Regions from separate parts of the Triticum aestivum genome. Here region 1 is linked to region 2. The links are chromatin contacts, called in public Hi-C maps. All regions are on one chromosome and are shown on one strand. Each heading gives the region's core, a stretch centred on a gene start, on an enhancer-like site or on the middle of the called end of the contact. The rest is flanking DNA. Distances are from core to core; before and after follow the strand shown.

Region 1 (4,831 bases), core at 1,052-3,551, 360 kb after region 2:
CATGGCAGTTGAACGAACACCAGAAATTATATAAATTACATTTAGATCCGTAGATCATCTAGCGATAACTACCAGCACTAAAGCGAGCCGAAGGCACGCCGCAGTTATTGCCCCTCACTCGTCAGAGTCGGGCACAAACTTATTGTACTAGACAGTCGGGAAGTCATCGTGCTAAGACCCCATAAGACCAGTGCACCAAAACAACAACCGCCGGCGATGAAGAACAACGTATGTCGAAAGGATCCAACCCGAGGATATATGAACATAGACGAACACCAACCAGACCCGAGCAAATCCACCGAGGATAGATCCGCCAGAGACACACCTCCACACGCCCATCAATGATGCTAGACGCACAACCAGAACGGGGGCTAGGCGGGGAGACCTTTATTCCATCTCCAGTGAGCCGTTGCCATCTCGTCTTCCTGAATAGGACACAAATCCTAACAAACTCGAAGAAACGACTAACAACGAAGCCCTCTCACCAGCCCTTGGCAGGATCCACCACGCCCCCCGTGGCCCTAGGGCCACTGGAGATAAGGCAGACCCGCGGTGGCGCTGGCGAGAGGCATGAACCCTAGCTTTGTTTTGGAGGACGAGAAGGCGGCGGCTAGGGGTTCTCGTACCACACAAAATATAGGTTTTATCAGCGTGATTCTTGAAGCATTTGTAGGCATCGATTAATTGGACTAAACGCGCTAGGATTAGGGCTACAAGAAAAGCTCTAGGTTTGTGTGCCGCTCAATATTGATTTGTATTTTGCCTCGACTCGAGATCAACTCAAGAAGAAATGAGCTGAGTATAAACACTTTATGTAGCTTGATAGAAAAACGTGCTAATTTTGAGCCAATACTGTTTCAATTTTAGCTTGATATAATATAATTCTATGAAAAATCCTGATATATATTAAAAGTAAAAAAAGGTTAATTTAGCACCATGTATGTTGTGTAGTACGATTTCATCTGGTATGCGGCCAAAGTTTTTTTTGGGTCAAAATTTAAGAGCATACACGCATTCTTTCTTCTCTTGCTAATCCATCCACAATCAGACAATCTTTTGCTATCAAGTACTAGTCTCAAGTGAGAGAGAATAAGTCAAACTACCTTGAATTTTATATTATCATCGTTTTGATCGGAATAATATGTTATAATGGTTTCTTATATTGTGTTGTGGCAATCTTATTCAAAATATTACCTTAGATTATTAAAACAAAACATCTTATTAAGCTAGCACAAGGCACTTTCTGCATCTTGACCTTGAGTTTGAGCTCGCTCGAATGTTAGTACAAGATGAGTTGAGCCTGGTCCAACTCGGGAGCCTGACACATTTATCCCATTTTCTTCAAAGAAAAAAGAAGGAAAAGAGGAAGAAACGTACAGCAGATGGCCAGCTATCTCGGCTGACACGCGAGATCGCCGCCGGTTTGGCGGTCTCCGTCGGCGACGGCGACTCCACAGCGCCTCGATTCCCGAAAACGAACGGGCCGGCTAGCGTACCGACGCACGTCGCGGCAGAGCAAACAGCGACAAATCCCCGTGTCAGGATCAGGATTACCCCATCAAACATACAGTACATAGCCTCCCGTCGCATGCACCAGACCGCGTGTGCTCTGCCCAGGTCACGCAGCATCCGATGCCCGCCCGCTCGTTCACGGCGGCCGCGCTCGGCCGACATGGCCCCGTGATCGACCGGCACAGTGTCCGCGTCCGTGTCCGTGGCACCGCCCGCGCGCGCGCGCGCACGGGCAGGAGAGGAGAACCCGGCGCTCAATTTCAGGGGCTCGTGCCGCTCCCATCCAAACGCAAAGCCCCGGCCACTGCTACATTGCACACAGTGGTAAAGCGACAAGCCGGGGCGGCCGGAGCCGGTAATTTTCCCGGACCAGACCAGGCTGGCGGGAGGACGAGGGATTACCAAAGCCCCACAGCGAGAGGGACGGACGGACTACGGACTACGGGCTAGCTGGATTAATTGCATCGCCAAAGATCTGCATTTGCATTTGCGTCTCGCGGCGGTACCACTACTGCCAGTTCGTGGTACTAACGTCCATGGTTAAACTAAACCAGAGGCCAAAGATCACGAGATTCTTTCGGCCTCGTGCGTGCAACGGTGGAGGTGGTGCGTGGGCGAGGTCACGGGCAGGAAGCAACGAATGTTTTCTTCACCCGGCCGTCCGTCGTTAGTTTTCCTCGACCCGGGCCTGGCACCGGCATCCGCATCGGTTTCGTGCTGCCTGGATCACCGCCGCTTTCGCCTTTAGCTAATAAATTCTGCTGCTAGGGTGGGCTCTCTTTTTAGGGTGCGTGATTTACATTTACCTGTCCCTGCTGCTACTTGTACAAGTACTGGTACTGTACTGTACTGGTACTGGTGGTGTTTGGTGCCTGCCTTGGCCGCCTCCTCCTCCTGGGCAGTGGCCACCTTCCCCTCCTCCTCCCCCTCCCTCGCGCTGCTCTTCCCTACACCCTCCCTGGCTCCCTCCCTCCCCACATGGGCCCGCGGTTGCTCATGGCGTGCTACCCGAATGGCGGTCAGGCTCCCTCCTTTTCAGCCGCTCTAGGGGCTTCTTGCGGGTGCGGCTCCGCGACTGCTGAACCGAGGTGGCTGTGATCCCCTTGCTTCTGCGGCAGCTCTGGCTAGGAGCTTGTGCGCGCGCGTGGCTTCAGGCGACGGCGAGATGCGGCGTCTTGCTTGCGCGGTGGCGCTGCTTCTCGCTTCCCTTCTTGGATCCACAGGTGAGCAAAGTTCAGCATTGCGCAAGCTTCGGCTTTCTTCTCCTCTTACCCCAGGTTCCATGGCGTGGTTTGTTTGGGTGGGAAATTGGGGATCAGCTCATGTCTAGCTGCTGGGCAATGCGAATGCTTGCTTGTTTCTCCATGATATTTCCACCCCTTTCCCCCCTCGGTTGAGCAATTTGAGGCGGAAACCTGCGGATTCAACAATTTTTCTTCCAAATGCGCAGGCTGGCCAGCTGATCTGCTGCCAGGAAACCGCGGTTCACAGTTTTTTATTCAGGATTTGAGCAAACCACAGGAGAGCTTTCTGAAGCGCATGTGCTCCTTGCTTCTGAATTTTCATCAAGAGGGGCGGCGCAATGTCGGCGTCTTGGCATTTCGCGTTCCCCTGTCTTTGGCTGTCACCGCAACTGCGAGCCACTTTAATTGCGTCGCATGTGCTTGCTGCCTCATCTACCTGTGTTTTTTGGCCGTGATATCGCAACAACAATTAATAATTTTTGGCCGCATGCGTCGGATGATGCATCACTATGTGCCATTTTCATGTTGCAAGCTTTCAATAATTGCTCTTGCTTTGCAACTTTTGTGCTGAAAAGACACTCAAGATTTGCCTCAGATAGCAACCTGTAGATTGTCCGATACTAAACTCATAGCTTAGTCATTACACAGTTAGTAGTGTACACTGCATACTTTACCTGCTCCTTGAACCTGTGTTCTTCACTCCACTCTAGGTACTGATCTGGCGCCTGCTCCCGGGGTTGGTAGTTCGCCTGTCGATCAAGGACAAGCTTCCAGTCCTCCTGGACCTTCCTCCGCCCTCGGTCCAGTGACTCTTCCAGCAGGTAGCTCTGAATTTTCAAAGATCATCAGGGACATTCATGTGCAGGCCCTTCCTTACATTGATCCTTTGCAGCACCCCCTACTTCATCAGCAAGTCCTCCCCTCCAGAAGGGGGCAGTTCCGGCTGAGCCGCAGGCCGCACCGGCTCCGGTAGTCCCCCCTAAAGGTAGCTCACATTCAGTCAGATATGGCATTTCCAATCCTGATATGTGCATCACTAACTGAATCTTATGTAGGTTACAACGCGCCTCCTCCGATTGAGTCTGCGTCGCCTCCAGTAGTGTCCACGTCTCCTCCAGCTGAGTCTGCACCTCCTCCAGTTGAGTCTGCGTTGCCTCCAGTAGTGTCCACGTCTCCTCCAGCTGAGTCTGCGCCTCCTCCGGTTGTGTCTGTGCCTCCTCCGGTTGAGCCTGCTCCTCCTCCTGCTGTCACTGAGGAGGTGCCCCCGGCAGCAGCTCCTCCGCCGCAAGCTGCAGCTGGAAACCCCACACCAATACTTCCTGGGTCACCTGCATTGCTACCTTCAGTTCAGGCTCCTACTCCATCTGTGGCTGTGAAGCCTAATCTGCCACTACCACCGCCTGCTTCGCTACCTTCAGTTCAGGCTCCGACTCCATCTGTGGCTGTGAAGCCTAATGTGCCACTGGCACCTCCTCCTTCACTACCTTCAACTCAGGCTCCTACTCCATCTGTGGCTGTGAAGCCTAATGTGCCACTAGTGCCTCCTGCTTCACTACCTTCAGTTCAGGCTCCAACTCCATCTGTGGCTGTGAAGCCTAATGTGCCACTAGTGCCTCCTCCTTCACTATCTTCAGTTCAAGCTCCTGCTCCATCTGTGGCTGTGAAGCCTAATGTGCCACTAGCGCCTCCGCCTTCTGTGAACAATCAACCAGGTACACCAATTGGATCAGGTATATATTCTGCTGGCAACGATTTATAAGCTTAGGTTCCCGAATTCTTGATGTGCCAAAAGTTCATAAAAATCGTGCAAATATGTTCCTTCCCTCATTATTCACTCCTGCATTCTCCCTCTCTAGGTAATGATGTCCCTCCGTATCCACCACCTGAAGGCATTTTCCCGGCAGTTCCTCCTTCCGCTTCAGGTAAATCACTTCCATAGGATGGATCAAATTTGACAGGTTGCATATGTTTTACCGTTTACCGTTCTTCTTAGTAGTTCCTCCGCAACATGTGAAACCTCCAATTTCACCACCTATTATCGCACATGCACCTCAACAACAAGCACAAGCTCCAAA
Region 2 (5,231 bases), core at 901-3,400:
AGGAGAAGCCCACAAACTCGCACGGCTACGGCGGCCCTAGAGGACCACACCGCCACTATGGCTCCTCCCGCGTTGAGATCGGATGGGCAGACGCTTGCCTGCACTGCCGCTGAGGGAAGAGGGACTTCTTAGTCCCAACGTTGAGGAGTTTCTCGCCACCGTTGATGAGTTTCTCGCCATTGGCTACACGCATCCGCCACGACGGCCCAAGAAGTTGTCGCGTTATCTGCAGAAGCAGATCGATGTAAGCATCGCTGCACGGAGCCTCACATGTGCTGGCTGAGCTTTTGGGTCGTGTGGTGTTTAATTCTGCTTGTTTGTTTGGAACTACAGGTGTTGTGTCGGGAATCACATCTTTTCCTTTGGTCATTGATTTAACCAAGTTGATTCTGCACATTGGGTTGTGGTGTTTAATTCTGCTTGTTTCTGAGTTGATTCTGCACATGGATAAATACTTTGGTAGTGTACAATACAAAAATATGTGGTAGCCACCCTCCCTGCGAATCTATTCTAATCTTTCTCAAGTTTGCGTACTTAATAGATCCATTGGAGGATTAATGGTCTGGCTGCGCAAGGAGCATCAATTGGTACAGGCAAAGAGGTATTGGGCAAGAGATAAGCTATACAGTCACACACACTAATATTTATACTATGGAGAATGACATCTTGAGGAGGAATAGTGCCAGTGCTTGCCTTGGTTTCTGTACTTCTTAGGCTGAAGCTGAAGCAAGCCTCCCATGACCAACATCGGATTATATATTTCCAGACGTATACATCCGTACATCACAGGAGAGGAGAGTAAAGACAACAGAGAAGCAAACACATGGCCGATGCTGCTGCATGTGAAGCTCAACAGAGAAGATGGAAGAGGGCGAGCACCAAAAACGATTTTTTTGTCCACATGGATATCTTGAATTTTGATATATATGATTGCTTGGATCTGTAGCTCCCAAATGATAGTGATATACCTCTCTAAAACATTGCAATTAGCTGTGTTTTTTCGTATTTGCCGATGGCAATTTCTTGACCTGGTAAATCCATATAGCTTCAGAGCGGATGGGAAAGTCAAGGCATTTTCATCTGTATATGATTAATTGTCTTTCCTATAGAGAAATGAAATGCAGTTGACCTATTTTTTTAGAATGACTCCTGTTGGTGGGTGTTGTGTGTTAATTTCATATAATCCTTTTCAATATCAATATTTGAAATGTTAAACACAACGCGTTTGTTAATATCCATAATCAGCCCATTGTGATTGTGCTTGCATAACTGTTTGTCAGCAGATATGTTCTGTTATGATTTGTTCGTAATAATTTCTTGAGGATAACAATCTAGGTGGAAGCTATGATACAACCTAGGTGGTAAAAATGGCCGTCATTTACAATTGTGAAAACACCTAATCAACGATGATTAAAAAAACTGCAGACTAATTTTCCACACATCCAAATGGCATAATAAACTTTCTGTCTCGATAACAAATCCCTAATTACCATATTTAGCTAAAAACAATATGTCTTTACCCCAGAAGTCTCAACCAAGCATATCATTCGTTTCGTTGTTGGTGGTGCTTTGGACAAATGATCTCTACAGTGCCAGACCCTTAGATGGAGATTATGTTTACTATATTCTGGGACTAAAGATTTATGTTAGGGTTTGTTGACCATTCGTACAAAAGTCATCAGAACTAAAGAAAAAAAAAGATCAGGTATGCAAAAACAATATCATGAATGAGGTAGATAGGAAACACACGCGAGAAAGGACGGTGAACACAAGGGAACGAAGAACCTCATACTGGTCGAAATTAAAGAGAGCATCTTAGGACGACAAGAGAGTAAGTATATCATTTATTTGTGCACAAGTTTTTTTTATGAAATCTTTCTTTGTCCGTGGCAACGCACGGGCATTCGACTAGTATCAGATGATGGCAGCGGCGGCGCGAGAAACCCCTATGCGAAGCGTGGCTGGGTCGAGGATGAGCCCAACTTTGAGTCTACTATAAGCGTGAATAGAAATAGCTCAATTAACACACTGCTTAGCCTAGCCTAGCCCAGCCCAAGCCGGAAAAAATCCGGAAACTCCTGGGCTGGATTTCCACTAGCCCAACACCCCCGGGCTGCCGCACTCACCAACTTTTCCTTTGCTGGTTTGTTCTCTTGCGCTTTCCTGAAAGGAGGAAAGGGGGAGAAAAAAATCGCACCCAAATCCTTCGAGCAGAACCAAATCCGTCACGACTCCACGAGCGCTCGAGCAGGGCAACACAGATTCGCGCAGCCCACCTCGTCGAGCATTCCCCATCAGATCGGATCGAATCCGGCGGCGGTGATGGCGGCGGAGAAGCTGGCCCCGGCGAAGGTGCTCTACTGCGGCGTGTGCGGCCTCCCCGCGGAGTACTGCGAGTTCGGCCCCGACTTCGAGCGCTGCAAGCCGTGGCTCCGCGCCCACGCGCCCGGCGTCTACCCCGACGAGCTCGTGGCCTCCTCCTCCGGTTCGCCCCCATGACCTACCTAGCCTTCTCGCTTGTTATCCCCCGCTTCGTTTACGCCTACCCTGTGTCGGTCTCGCTCTCTAATGCCGCGTGTGGTGGTTCGTTTGATATGTGAAGGCGGCGATGATAAGGACGTCGGCAAGGTCGGCGAGCGCCTCCAGGGCGTCAGCATCTCCACCGCCGACGGCTCCACAAGCGCAGGTTTGCATGAGCTCCTTGCTTGTCTAAACCTAAAACTAGGGAACGCTCGGTCAAATTGATGTGCTGTGTTTGCAGGGGGTGCTTCGGCATCTTCTAAGACTGAAGAGGTGAAACGACTGCCCGGTGGCAAGCTCAAGAAAAAGGTTGCTTCCCTTTGCACACTTTACACAGTTCAGTTTCTAGATGTTTGACTTCAACCCTAGATGCTAGTCTGAGATTGAGGATTTGTTATTATGGTTTGAGTTCGGGCCAATGTAGAATGTCTGTCATGCAATGTTTGAATGCCAATGTCCCTTTTTATGTGTAGGACAAGCAAGAGGTTATTATTGAGAAGATTGTCCGCAACAAGCGCAAGTGTGTCACTGTGGTGAAAGGCCTGGATTTGTTTGGTGAGTGGTACACTTAACTGTTTGCAGCTAGTGAAGTAAAAAAGATTGGAGATGAATATATTTTGAACTCTGTGGAAGAGGTTGTTCTGTAGATGCTAGATCCAGACTTGAGCTGAACCTGCCATAAAGTTTGATGATACTATATGTTTGCTATTAAGGTTGGACATAATTTAATAGATCGTGTTTGTTTCCTGAACATTTAGGTGTAAAGCTGAGTGATGCTTCAAAGAAGCTTGGAAAGAAGTTTGCTACTGGAGCTTCGGTTGTCAAGGTAATCAGTTATCTGTGGAACTACTCCCTCCGTCCCATAATGTAGTGTCATAAAACGTCTTACATTATGGGACGGAGTAGTATGAAGGCTTTTAGTGTTTCATTTAGGCCTTGTCTAATTCTCTCTTTGTGTTCCCCAGGGCCCAACTGAGAAGGAGCAAATCGATGTCCAAGGAGACATATCATATGATGTTGTGGACTTCATTACAGCTACATGGCCTGATGTAATTTGTCCATCTCTGCATCTTATTATGGTCTACATGTCATGTATGCTTTCATCGTTGTTAGCATTCTGATCAACTTGACAATTCATTCGGTTTCACATCACGTGGAAGACTGATGTTATCTTTGCGGTAATGATTTAAGGAAATACAAATCAGTAATCTCCTTCCTGACCAAGAAAGTGAAACTATGAAAGTCAAGGAATACTTAGTTATTACTTCCTGCTTCGTGTATATATAATAGGAATGGAGAGCAACCGTAGCTTTGTGGAGATCTGGCATTCAGTTGGTGCTTACATGGATAATAGATCATTGGGTTAGCTCAATGGTGTTTTGAGCATTTGATATTTGCTTAGAAGGTTATGTAGTAAAATTGTGGAATCAATCTCCTATGGTTTACCTTCTGTACTTTACAAACAACCTCATCAATCCTTCATCAATTGCTGATATAGGTTCCATTTTAATGAAATTTGTTTCGTAATACTGTGGCTATTCTGGATCTCAAACCAGGATTCATTCTACTTTAGACTAATAGGTAGCACAATCTGATGTTATGTTTTTGCGGCTGAACACTGATAGAACAACTAATTTAGTTCACCAGTTATTGACCTATCACCATAATCTGATTAAAGTTAGCAAGACTCGTTTTGTTCACGTTGGTTACTCCTTGCTTTTCTGTCTTTCAGGTTCCTGAATCCGCCGTATATTTCATAGAAGATGGAAGGAAGGTTGCTGCTGCTTGATTGCATATGGTTTACAAGGCAATACACCAGTGGAGCTACAAATATGATAGAAATATAAGGCAAGAGATGGCCGTTAAGGCATGCCTGTCAAATGGGTTCTTTATCCTTACTCCCAAGACACAACTCGCTCCATTTTGACTTGTGGGTCAGTTCACAAGTGGTGTTCTAATTACTGCTGGCATGTCGCCTTCGTGTATCATCTTTTATTTGATAGCCGAGTTCCTCCTGCAGGCAAGTATGACATCCATATGTGGTTTATATATGTTTAATGTGCTTTTGAATCCTAGTTTCAGAACAATTCAGTACCAACTATCTGTGGACCTGCAGAGATAAGTGCAGATTAGTAGTGCTCCAGTCTCCTGTGCTTTCATAGGAACAGTCTGGTGTTTTGTGTTACTTTGTATTGCATCCAGCAAGTTATAACCTACTTTTAGGGAGATAGATCGTTGTCGGTGTGCACCATTGGTATTTTGTCATCATTTTGTTGCAGAGTCCTGTGTGAAGCCCATTATTATAAAAAAGAAGCAAGATAGATCTGGATGATGCATCATGAATTAGTGTGGCCATGTAATTATTATAAAAGTATTTCCGATAAATTGCCATGATCATTAAACTTGTTCACAGAACTTGTTGCTGTGGTCCCTAGCTGATTTGTTCTTTAATTTAGAGTTGGTCTTTTTTTTTGCTTATATATACTGGGGCCTCACGCAAGGTTTGTCCGAAGGAGACATTATATCACGCCCTGGCACTATTGTAGGCTGACACCGTACACAATCTTCACTTTTCATCAGGATTGTCTATCTTATAAAATTAGACCAAAAAACAAATACCCTCCGTTCACAAATATAAGATCTTCCAACTTTTTGTGAATCGGATGTGTGTCCGTTTAATGTGTTTGTTCTCTAATTTCAGTCCGTATGTA

Evidence for each region. Hi-C and Micro-C count contacts between places; a contact is called where the count stands out from the background.
Region 1: a Hi-C map of leaf shows a contact between it and region 2, with 3 times the contacts expected there. The contact joins the promoter of LOC123060354 here to the promoter of LOC123060352 in region 2. A contact is called at or near these places in 2 of 5 Hi-C or Micro-C datasets (both in leaf).

The regions. Positions count from the first base shown.
Region 1 is chr3A:68,632,094-68,636,924 of IWGSC CS RefSeq v2.1, forward strand. LOC123060354 (proline-rich receptor-like protein kinase PERK9) reads left to right here and starts at 2,302. Exons shown (of 15, transcript XM_044483041.1): 1 at 2,302-2,735; 2 at 3,467-3,577; 3 at 3,649-3,741; 4 at 3,812-4,468; 5 at 4,613-4,678. The coding sequence starts at 2,678.
Region 2 is chr3A:68,271,343-68,276,573 of IWGSC CS RefSeq v2.1, forward strand. LOC123060352 (translation machinery-associated protein 22) reads left to right here and starts at 2,151. Exons shown (of 7, transcript XM_044483033.1): 1 at 2,151-2,485; 2 at 2,603-2,686; 3 at 2,762-2,829; 4 at 2,994-3,075; 5 at 3,279-3,346; 6 at 3,486-3,569; 7 at 4,253-4,750. The coding sequence starts at 2,323. The coding sequence ends at 4,309. It overlaps LOC123057957 (a long non-coding RNA gene), which reads left to right. Exons shown (of 2, transcript XR_006427013.1): 1 at 1-244; 2 at 334-1,140.